Linked DNA regions of Mus musculus: region 2 is linked to region 1. The links are chromatin contacts, called in public Hi-C maps. All regions are on one chromosome and are shown on one strand. Each heading gives the region's core, a stretch centred on a gene start, on an enhancer-like site or on the middle of the called end of the contact. The rest is flanking DNA. Distances are from core to core; before and after follow the strand shown. Region 1 overlaps Mtus1 (mitochondrial tumor suppressor 1). Region 2 has its middle 3.5 kb from the start of Gm39167.

Evidence for each region. Hi-C and Micro-C count contacts between places; a contact is called where the count stands out from the background.
Region 2: a contact with region 1 is called in a Hi-C map of liver, with 2.5 times the contacts expected there. The contact joins two enhancer-like sites. A contact is called at or near these places in 2 of 484 Hi-C or Micro-C datasets (embryonic stem cells and liver) and 3 of 9 other capture datasets (adipose tissue, liver and pancreatic islet).

The regions. Positions count from the first base shown.
Region 1 is chr8:40,992,183-40,997,027 of GRCm38.p6, reverse strand. It overlaps Mtus1 (mitochondrial tumor suppressor 1), which reads left to right. Exons shown (of 14, transcript NM_001005863.2): 13 at 2,383-2,480; 14 at 3,395-4,845. The coding sequence ends at 3,608. Among named protein-coding and RNA genes, the nearest start is that of B430010I23Rik, 23 kb to the left of the region's middle. Within about 2 kb of position 2,672, at least 30 of the 459 cell types and tissues checked have an H3K27ac peak or open chromatin away from gene starts, as enhancers often do. A contact at or near this core is called in liver, where this site is marked.
Region 2 is chr8:41,148,084-41,152,928 of GRCm38.p6, reverse strand. No RefSeq gene overlaps it. Among named protein-coding and RNA genes, the nearest start is that of Gm39167, 3.5 kb to the left of the region's middle. Within about 2 kb of position 2,283, at least 18 of the 459 cell types and tissues checked have an H3K27ac peak or open chromatin away from gene starts, as enhancers often do. A contact at or near this core is called in liver, where this site is marked.

The DNA.
Region 1 (4,845 bases), core at 1,423-3,922:
TCCTCATGGCTTTTGGTCATCATGATTCCGCTGGGTTGGTTCATGATTGCTTTCTTGCCCACCAAGATGCATATCGTCTCCTAAGCTACTAAGGAATTTCTCCCAACTGGCATTTTAAGTCCAGCCCAGTTCCAGTTTGAGAGAATACATCCCATCTGTCAAGTGGGTGTCACAATGATAGTAGATACATACAGCTGGGACTCCTCAATCTACCCATCTTGGAGGTGCCAGGAGTACAGGAAGTGGATTTTTTTTTTAAACGAATGCCTGAAACTCCTAGTTGTTAATAGGCCCAACCTAGTACACACAGCACTTCTTGGCAAAGGTCAGCCTGCGCCACCTGCTCAGCAGGCTGGCAATGATGACTCAGGAAACCCTGTTAACAATGTGTTGCTCCATCTCCCGTTCAGGTACCTAAACTTATCAGACAATCTCAAGTGATACAAGGCCCTGCTGTAAAAGTACAAACACATTTTAATTTCTATTGAGTCATGATAGTTCTGTTCTGTGCCCCGACTGAACAGTGCCAGTTGGCATCGCCCTGTTGTTTTTACAGGAATGTAGGTTGCTAAGACGATGGGTACACTTGTTGCCACTGCTGTGTTGTATACTTGGCAGCACCAGGTCTTTAGAGAAGATAGAACACTTAGTGTATTAGGGTTCTCTAAAGGAACAGAGCTGATACACTGATCTATTAAAGGAAGATTTGCTAGACTGGCTTCCATGATGAGCTTAGACTAACTAGTCCAGCCGTGGCTGCCCACAAGATTGGGCGCCTCTGCAGTTCCGATCTGGTACCAAAGGCCAGTGGGACTTCTGAAGAGCCTTTTGATCACCAGTCCACTCTGGAAGCCCTGAAGAAGCTGATTCTAATATCAGAGACAGAATCGTCTGCAGTGGCAACAGGGCACGTAGCCTCCCCAGTGAGAATAAGGGCCAAGCAAGCAAAGCGCAGAGTCAAAAGTGCCTTTCGTCTGCCTCCTCACGGCTGAGTCACTACTAGGTGGTGCTGTTCACATTTAGACAAGGGGATCCCCCGGAGGCATGCCCACAGCCAGCCTGATATATAGAGTCTTTCATTGGTTTTCTTCTCGGGTAATTCTAAGGTGGTGTCAAGTTGGCAGATTAACCATCACACTTAGCATGAGGAAACTATCCAAGGAAGACAGGTTTGCTTTGAGAGCTAGCTCTGCCAGTGGGAAGCTCTGTGACATCAAAGATGGAGTTTTGACCTCAGTAGAGCAAAGCTTTGATAGAATAATGGTTTGAGGCCAATTGTCATGTTTTTGTTTTTTTATTCCAAGTTTTCCCAGGTTGTGTCTTACCTTGAAAAGCATTTCAAGGTGTTTCTCCCCTGCCCAACTCCCCCACCCCTCTTTTTTTTCATCCTGTAGATTTTTTTTTTTTTTTAGAAAGTTATTTCATCTGAATGGCATGTCATGAGGATTTTCTGGACTCAAGGATGTCTTAAAAACAAGAATTTCACCTGGGTGCTGTAATCCAAACAGATGCGCCATAGCCAGCTGCCATGACAGGGACTTGGGGGTTCATTTTTGACCTCATGTTAAGTTCACTCTGAGCTTTGATGTTGCCTCTTAAAGAAGCAATAAACCATTCCTTACGGAAGGGAGCCAGGATGGGATCAGTGGGTCACCATGTTCAGTGACTTTAAATGCCTATAACCACTCAACTGATCAGTTTGTGTAAGGCTGGAAAGAGCACAAGTGTCCCTTGGCCTGAACTGAGCAGGGAAGCCTGCTTTCTTCAGTTACTTCTTTACCTAACCTTGCTACATTGTATCTCCATAGGGCCACCTGGAGGTAAATGCCAAAACCATCCTGGAATAAGTTTAAGGCTTTCCTCAGTATGGCCAAGACCTATAGGCTCCCTCCCTTCCTCTTCTCCTTCCTTCCTCTGTCTAGTTTCTTTTTTCCTTCCTCCCTCTCACCCTCCCTCTGTCCCTAACTCTCCCCCTTCCTCCTCCTCCTCTCCCCGCTTCCTTCTTTGCGTATGTGTACACGAGTGCTGTAGATACAGGGGTTGTGTGAACGGAGACAGTTAAACTGCAGTGTTTCCTTTACTGCCTTGAGGAAGAGACCCAGCACCCATGGTCACCTAGGCAGGACACCAGCTCCCAGCAGGACATCTCTGAAAGTGTCACCTAGAATAAAAACATTACTGCCTAGCTCTCTTATTTCTGTGTTTGATGAACACATGTCCTCACCGTGGTCGGTGTATGAAGACATCAGTGTGCCACTATGGCTCCTCCTGATCAACTTGTTGATGGTGCCGTGTATTGGGAATATGCTTAAGAAGTGAGAGAGTTTATTTATTCATTTCTTATATATATATATATAACTACAAACCTTGTTTTATACTAAGGTGGACAATAACACAGCATTGGTTGACAAGCTGAAGCGATTCCAGCAGGAAAACGAGGAGTTAAAAGCTCGCATGGACAAACACATGGCAATTTCAAGGTAAACCTACAAGAGTCTATTTCCCCTTTCCTCATCCTCGGACATCTACGGTCCCTTCTGGCTACGCTCCACCAGGCACCTCCCAGGCATGTGAGAGAAGCAGGAGAATGGTTCATGCATTTACCAAGGTGCCCTAGACCTCTCACCTAACTGCAGCTCACTAACTGTAATGGCGCTGTCAGACAAGGGGTAACAACACACGTGAACAGAAAGAGGCCTTGAGTTAAGACAGAAATAAAACAAGCCTTGTGCAAGTGCCCCATTGCCTACTGGGAAATCTCCCAAAGACTAGAGTTGCCAGCAATTACTCAGGATTATTTATTTGGGTCAGGCTTGAGGCTCTGGTATTCGGGAGTTTTGCTTTCCTTTTTGTGGTCCACAGACCTTGAGCCAGGGGGCCTCACACACATTAGGCAAGTCCTCTAACACTCATCTATATGCTTCCTTATTTGTAGTAGTTGGGTTTCTCAGCTTAAAAAAAAATCTATGACCCATATGCCAGTGGTGACACATGCCTTTTGTCCCAGCACTCTGGACTGCTTCAAACAGGTTAAGTTAAAGGCCAGCCTGGTCATCAGAGTGAGTTCCAGGACAGCCAGAGCTACACAGAGAAACCCTGTCACAAACAAACAAACAAACAAACAACCAAACCAAAAAACCCCAACCAGGAACCCTATGTTTGGTTGATAGTCCTGGGAGGCCTGTCCTTTTCTGAAGAGAAGTGGGAGGAGAGGAGGGAGGGGAAATCGTGGTGAGGATGAGCTATATGAGAGAAAAATCAGAAAAAAAAAATTGATGACCCTGGACAAGAACCTGTGTATTCCCCCAGAAGAAGTTTCTTGAACCTTCAGATATAAACAGTAGTAGTTCCTTTTTGACTTGGATTCATATGCTCTCTGGGTTTTGTTTTCCAGGCAACTTTCCACCGAGCAGGCCGCGCTGCAGGAGTCCCTTGAGAAGGAGTCGAAGGTCAACAAGAGACTGTCCATGGAGAACGAGGAACTTCTGTGGAAACTGCACAACGGAGACCTGTGCAGCCCCAAGAGATCCCCCACCTCCTCGGCCATCCCTTTCCAGTCCCCCAGGAATTCTGGTTCCTTCTCCAGCCCCAGCATCTCACCCAGATGACGGCTTCTGAACGCAGGAGACTCTCTGAAGGCACTGAGGTGCGCTTCTGCGGGACTGACCCGAAGTTCAGAGTTCATGGGAACTCGAGTTGCTGCGTTAGCTCTCTGGAATATCCCCAGGATATCGGGAGAGCAGCCGCCAACCGTTTCAGCTACGTACGAATAGAGAGCTCCAATAGGAGACTTTTAACTTGGTCCAAAAGCCTCCTCCAAAAACAGATTTCGGAACTGAAGTGGACATAGTTGCACAAAGCACTTACGGAACGAGGGAACCTTGTTCTTTGCCTTCCTTCACCTAAGCATAGGGGAAAACTCTCAGGGCCCTATTAAGATAAAGATTTATAACCTTTATAATGTTCTTCACCAGAGACACCTTCTTGTGATTTTTATTTCAGTCTGACTGTGGGCAAGGGGGGTGTGTGTGTGAGTGAAATGGGTGTACTGGCGTGTCACGTGACTGTCATAGCCCCGCCCCCTGCTGTGTATTAAAAGTCAACAGCTGTATATAGCTTGGCCTGTATTAACCAAGTCATAATCGGCACACGAGCGTCAACAAAAGCCATAGAAGAGAAAGCAATAGTGCTTGAATTTCCCCCCAACTCATCTCAGCACTGTGCCACGGCAGGGCTCGGGCAAGACAGGAAAAGCCTTTGGTTTCTTGATGACTGTACATTTATTTCTCTGTTGTTAGTTTTTCCATGTTCGGCATTATCCGTTGATAGCAGTTTTTTTTTCCCCCTGTAGATTTTCACGAGCCTAATTGCTATACTCTGATTCATTTTCTCAGGCTATGAGCAAATGTAGTTCCCTAATTTTTCTAAATACAAATCTGTATAAAGAGTAAGGGGGCAGTACCAATGGATGTTTCTGGTTTATTTTTTTCCCTTGAACCCAAGCTAGCTTCATAGCGCTAATCCTCCGTCTACCCTCCTGTTGTTCTAACCTCCGCCTTGCCTTCTCCTCCATGTAGAGCCACGGAAGCAAAGCGCCCTCCTTCCTACCCACAGAGTGTGCTTTTCCAGGGCCAGTTTATCTTGGAGGTGCTGAACCTGTTTCCCAAATAAGCTAAGCTCTGGTTCTGACACTACACAATTTTAGAAACCCCGGGGGGGAAACCAGTAAAGGCATTTTAGCATGTACTAATCCACATGAGCACAGAGTTAAGCCAACAGTTCTGTGTTGAGTAGATCCAAGAGCGGGAATGCTGACTTGGGCCCCTCTGAGCATTCTTCCAGCCA
Region 2 (4,845 bases), core at 1,034-3,533, 160 kb before region 1:
GCATTATTTGATTTGAGATTCTACCACCTTTAAGTTCTGAAATCTTGCTAAATTCACAAATTAGTTCTTATGCTGTTAGTTTAGGGTTTTGTTTGTTTGTTTGTTTGTTTGTTTTCCCCAACACAAGCTAGGGTCATATGGGAAGAAGGAATCACAATTGAAAAAGTGCCTTCATCAGATTGGACTGTGGACAAGCCTTTGGGGACATTTTCTTGATTACTAATTGATATGGGAGGTCCCAGCCCACTATAGGTGGTGCCACCCCTGGGCAGGTGGTGCTGGGTGGGATAAGAAAGCAGGCTTAGCCATCCATGAACAATCCAGTAAACAGCATTGTTCAATGGCCTCTGTGAGTTCCTGCTTCCAGGTTCCTGCCTTGAGCTCCTGCCCTGATTTCCCGTCAAGATGTGATCTGGGATATGTAAGCCAAATAAACTCTTTTCTCCTGAGCTTGCTTTTGGTCTTGGCTTTCGTTGCAGCAGACGAGAATAATTCTACTGATTTGTTTGTAGGTTGGTTCTAATGCTTTGATTGGGAATCTGATTGTGAATGCTGAAGGTCCTGTTCCCCAATTGGTTCTTGATTGATCAATTAAGATGTTAGTGGCCAACGGGTGAGCAGAAGAGGCAGGACTTCCAGATTCCCAAAGACAGACTAGGAGACACAGGAGGAGGAAAGAAAATTTACCATGCTTCAGAGGGAGAGCTTCCAGTCATGTGAGATCTTGAGTGGAGTGACCTACTGTGCCTGGGGTAGCAGGTGGGAGATTAGAAATGCAACTAAGCTGAGGGCAGATTTAGGGTGCTGAGTAAGGAGAAGGTAACCAGGCAACTAAGTTAAGGGAAGATTTAGAGATGTTGAGCAGGGAGTAAAGGTAAGGGCACATTAGCCACAGGTGGCCATTGAGTTAAAAAGGATATTAAAGATAAGCTAATGTGTGTGTGTCTTTCATCCACAGATCCATGGGAACCAGGGCAGTGGCTGGTAGCATGGTCTACCCAGAGCTTAAAGCAGGGTAGTAGAAAATACACGCAACATAGATTCCTTAATGTTTTCTATTAAAAAAAAAATAGTGTTACATGCCAGGCATGGTGGCACATGCCTTTAATCCCAGCACTTGGGAGGCAGAGGCAGGCGGATTTCTGAGTTCGAGGCCAGCCTGGTCTACAGAGTGAGTTCCAGGACAGCCAGGACTACACAGAGAAACCTTGTCTCAAAAACCAAAACCAAAAAAAAAAAAAAAAGAATAGTGTTACATTTAGAATATTAGGCAAAGCTATCTAGAGGATTAAAGCTGAGAGAATGTATATCTATATCACATATCATATATCCTATATAATATGTCATATGCTATATGTTATATAAGAGAGGATTCACTAGGTTGACTTGCATTGTAGGAGCCATCATCCAACACCGATGTCTATATGATAGCGTCTGAGATGCTAATAGCTGCTCAGGCTGTGATGCTAGATGCTCCAGTCTTCATCTGGCACTGAAGGCCTAGAACAATCCTGGAGTGTTTCTGGTATTCAGGTTACATCTGAAGGTAAAGTAGCTGGAGTCTGATGTCAGTGGAGGACTGCAGCAGCAGCAGCAGGAGAAAAAGGAAGGCAGTCACTAGCAAGATGCAAAGACAGGCAGACAAGACCGCTTTCTCTTCAGGCCACTTTGTATCTGGGACATCTGCTTAAAGGAGCTGCCTGTTAGGGGGGGTGAGGCTTCTCCTCTCAGTTAGTGCTTCCTGGAAACATCCTCGTAGACATCGCACACAGTGCATTTCTTAGTTCAGTGGTCCTCAACCTTCCTAATGCTGCAATCTTTTCATCCGGTTCCTCAGGCTGTGGCGACCCCCAACCATAAAATTGTTTTGTTGCTTACTTCGTAACTGTAATTTTGATAGTTGTAAATTGTAATAATATCTGTGGTTTTCTGATGATCTTAGGCAAACTCTGTGAAAGGGTGGTTTGACCCTTAAGGGGTTTGTGATCCACAGGTTGAGAATCACGGTCTTGGTTGATTCAAGTTGATAAGATCAAACACCCATTCCTATTTCCTTTTTGGTTTGTTTGCCTTTCTCCTGTTTTGTTTGTTTCTGAGACAGGGTCTCACTGCGTAGCCCTGGCTGGCCTAGAACTCCCTGAGATTCTCCGATCTTTGCCTCCTGAGTGCTGAGATTAAATGCATGAGCCATCTTCCCTGCCAGTTTTCATTCTTATCTCACTGGTTCAGACCTTTGTACCCTGTAGTAAATAAATACCCAAGGGAACAACTTACAGAGGAGAAAGGCTTATTCTGGCTCACAGGTTGGGAGGCCTCAATCTGTGGTCACACATGTCTGGTTCGTAAGTCTGTGTGGTGAGGCAGAATGTCATGAGGAGGAGTGTGTCCAGCAGATGAGAGGCAGGGGGCAAGGCAGTAAGGAGGGGACTCAGAGCAAACCACGAGCATGTCCCCACTGGGGACAGACTTCCTCCAGCTGTGCCTGCCTCTGAAAGTTCCCACCACCTCTTACTAATGCCATTAAATTGTGAGGCCATCAATGGATTAACCCATAAAGGTGAAGTGTGGACTTTCACAGACTACCACGTCTCATCGTGTCAAGACCAAACCCTTAGTGCACGAACCTTTTAGAGAACGCTTCTTAATCAAATCTCAACATCTACAAATAGAACTCAGTGGCTTCTTTCCTCTGAGTATGATTCTTCTTCCCATTTCCTGTCTTCACGATCCACTTCGGACTACCAGCAGAATAGAGTAGGCTAGGCGAGTGCATCCATTGAGCTTGGTGCCAGTCTTACTGAGTGCTGCTTTTCTCTCCATAGGACACTGATGGGTCTCCGGATCGGGCAGATGAAACTCGTTTTTATTCATTAGGTGGGTTTTTATTCTTAGTCCATCTACTGAAATTAGCCTGTGGATTTTTTCCTTTGTTCTCTTCATACAGTAAATCATTCAAACTGGTTTTGGGCCTAGCACACTTGCCTTCTTAGGAAGAACCCTATTTACCATGATGAACTTTAATGTGTTGCTAAGTGAGATGGTGAATATGAAGCTCTGAAAACAATACTTAAATATCCAAAGTGTGCCAGCTTTTTCCCTTTCATGTTTATTTTTAATTTAGGTTTTCTGAATTTCTTAGATATTTATGTTTTGGAGAAATTGGTAATTATTTTTTACTAAAAAGAAAAATCTACGTCTATCCCTCTTAGACTCTAAGAGTACCTGTTTTAATCTATCTGACTGTCTCGAAGGTCCCTGAAGCTTTGTTTTCAACTTTACTGTCTTCCATGTTCTTCAGATTGTGTTTCTGTCTGTCTTTCTCTCCTCAGACCCACTGACTTCTTAGGCTGTTTCTCCTCTTCTATTAGACCCTCTTTAAAAAATTTAATTTCTCATGACTGGAGAGATCACTCAGTGGTTAAAATCACTGACTGCTCTTCCAGAGGTCCAGAGTTCAATTCCCAGCAACCACATGGTGGCTCACAACCATCTGTAATGGGATCCGATGCCTTCTTCTGGTGTGTCTGAAGAAAGTGACAGTATACTCACATACATAATGAATTAAAAGAATATTTAATTTCTTATAATTTTTCATCCTATGTATGTATTGAACACCTGCTTTCAGATAGTTTTCTTCTAGTTTCAACATCTGGCACTTACTTGGGCTAGCTCCTATAAGTGAATCTGGGTCAAAAGACGTGCAGTTTCTTTGTCTGAATATGTTATAATTCCTGATTACATACTGTGATGAGACTCATAAAGTACTGGCTACTTCATACTTCTGTCTAGTTTTTGTCCTACTAGACAGTCTGGCTACATTCAAACTATAAACTGTCTAGCCATTGTCTGAAAATTCGATTCAGTTTTTTCAAGTTAGGCTCCTTGGAGGACCTCCCCCATTCCCAACACACACACACACACACACACACACACACACACACACACACACACACACACACACACACTTCAGAAGTCTGGGGAAATGAGGAGAATTTACACATACAGGTCTGAAGGCTCCCATCCTGTGGCTATCAATCTTTTCCCTGGAATTTCTCCCCTCTGAATCCAGCCATTTTAGTAATCTAAAACTGCATTTTCTACTCCAATTAGGATTGTATTTTTCTGCCAGAGTGTGAGTTTCTCGTCCCACAGGGCTGGGCAGTCTGCTCAATCGAGAAACCATACATAGGTTCTTCTTTCAAGTGTTGACTTCCTTCCAGTTCTGGCCTGCTTTTGGTCACTCTCCAGGGCCTTCAAATAGACATTGTTTGTATTCTCTTCATAGTGAAGAATTATTTTCTGCAGGAGTTTTAATCTAATACCAATTACTCTGCACTAACAAAAGTAAAACTTGGGGCTGGAGAGACGGCTTAGTGGTCTGGAGTACTTGTTGTTCTTGTAGAGGACCTGGGTTCAACTTCCAGCACCCAGATGATGGCTCACAACTGCTCAAAATCCAGTTCTGGGGATCTATCATCTCCATAGATACCAGGCATGCACATGGTACACAGACATACATGCAGCCAAAACCTTCATACACATGAAATAAATCTAAACACATTTTTAAAAGGTGAAACTCCAGATGACCATATTGTAAAATCCTCTTTTGTATTGCATGCAATTGATAAAGTACTGAAAATATGGTTGGTTTCATTGGTGAATGACAATCTAAGTTTCTAATTATGTCTCTTATTTGAAAAGAGTGAGGGGGCTTGCCTAGAACTTTGGGTGACTACGTAGAAATAATTTAAATTACTATTCTTTTTGTTTGTTTGATTGGGTTTTTTTGTTTGTTTTTTGTTTGTTTTTTGTTTTGTTTGTTTGTTTGTTTGTTTGTTTTGAGAC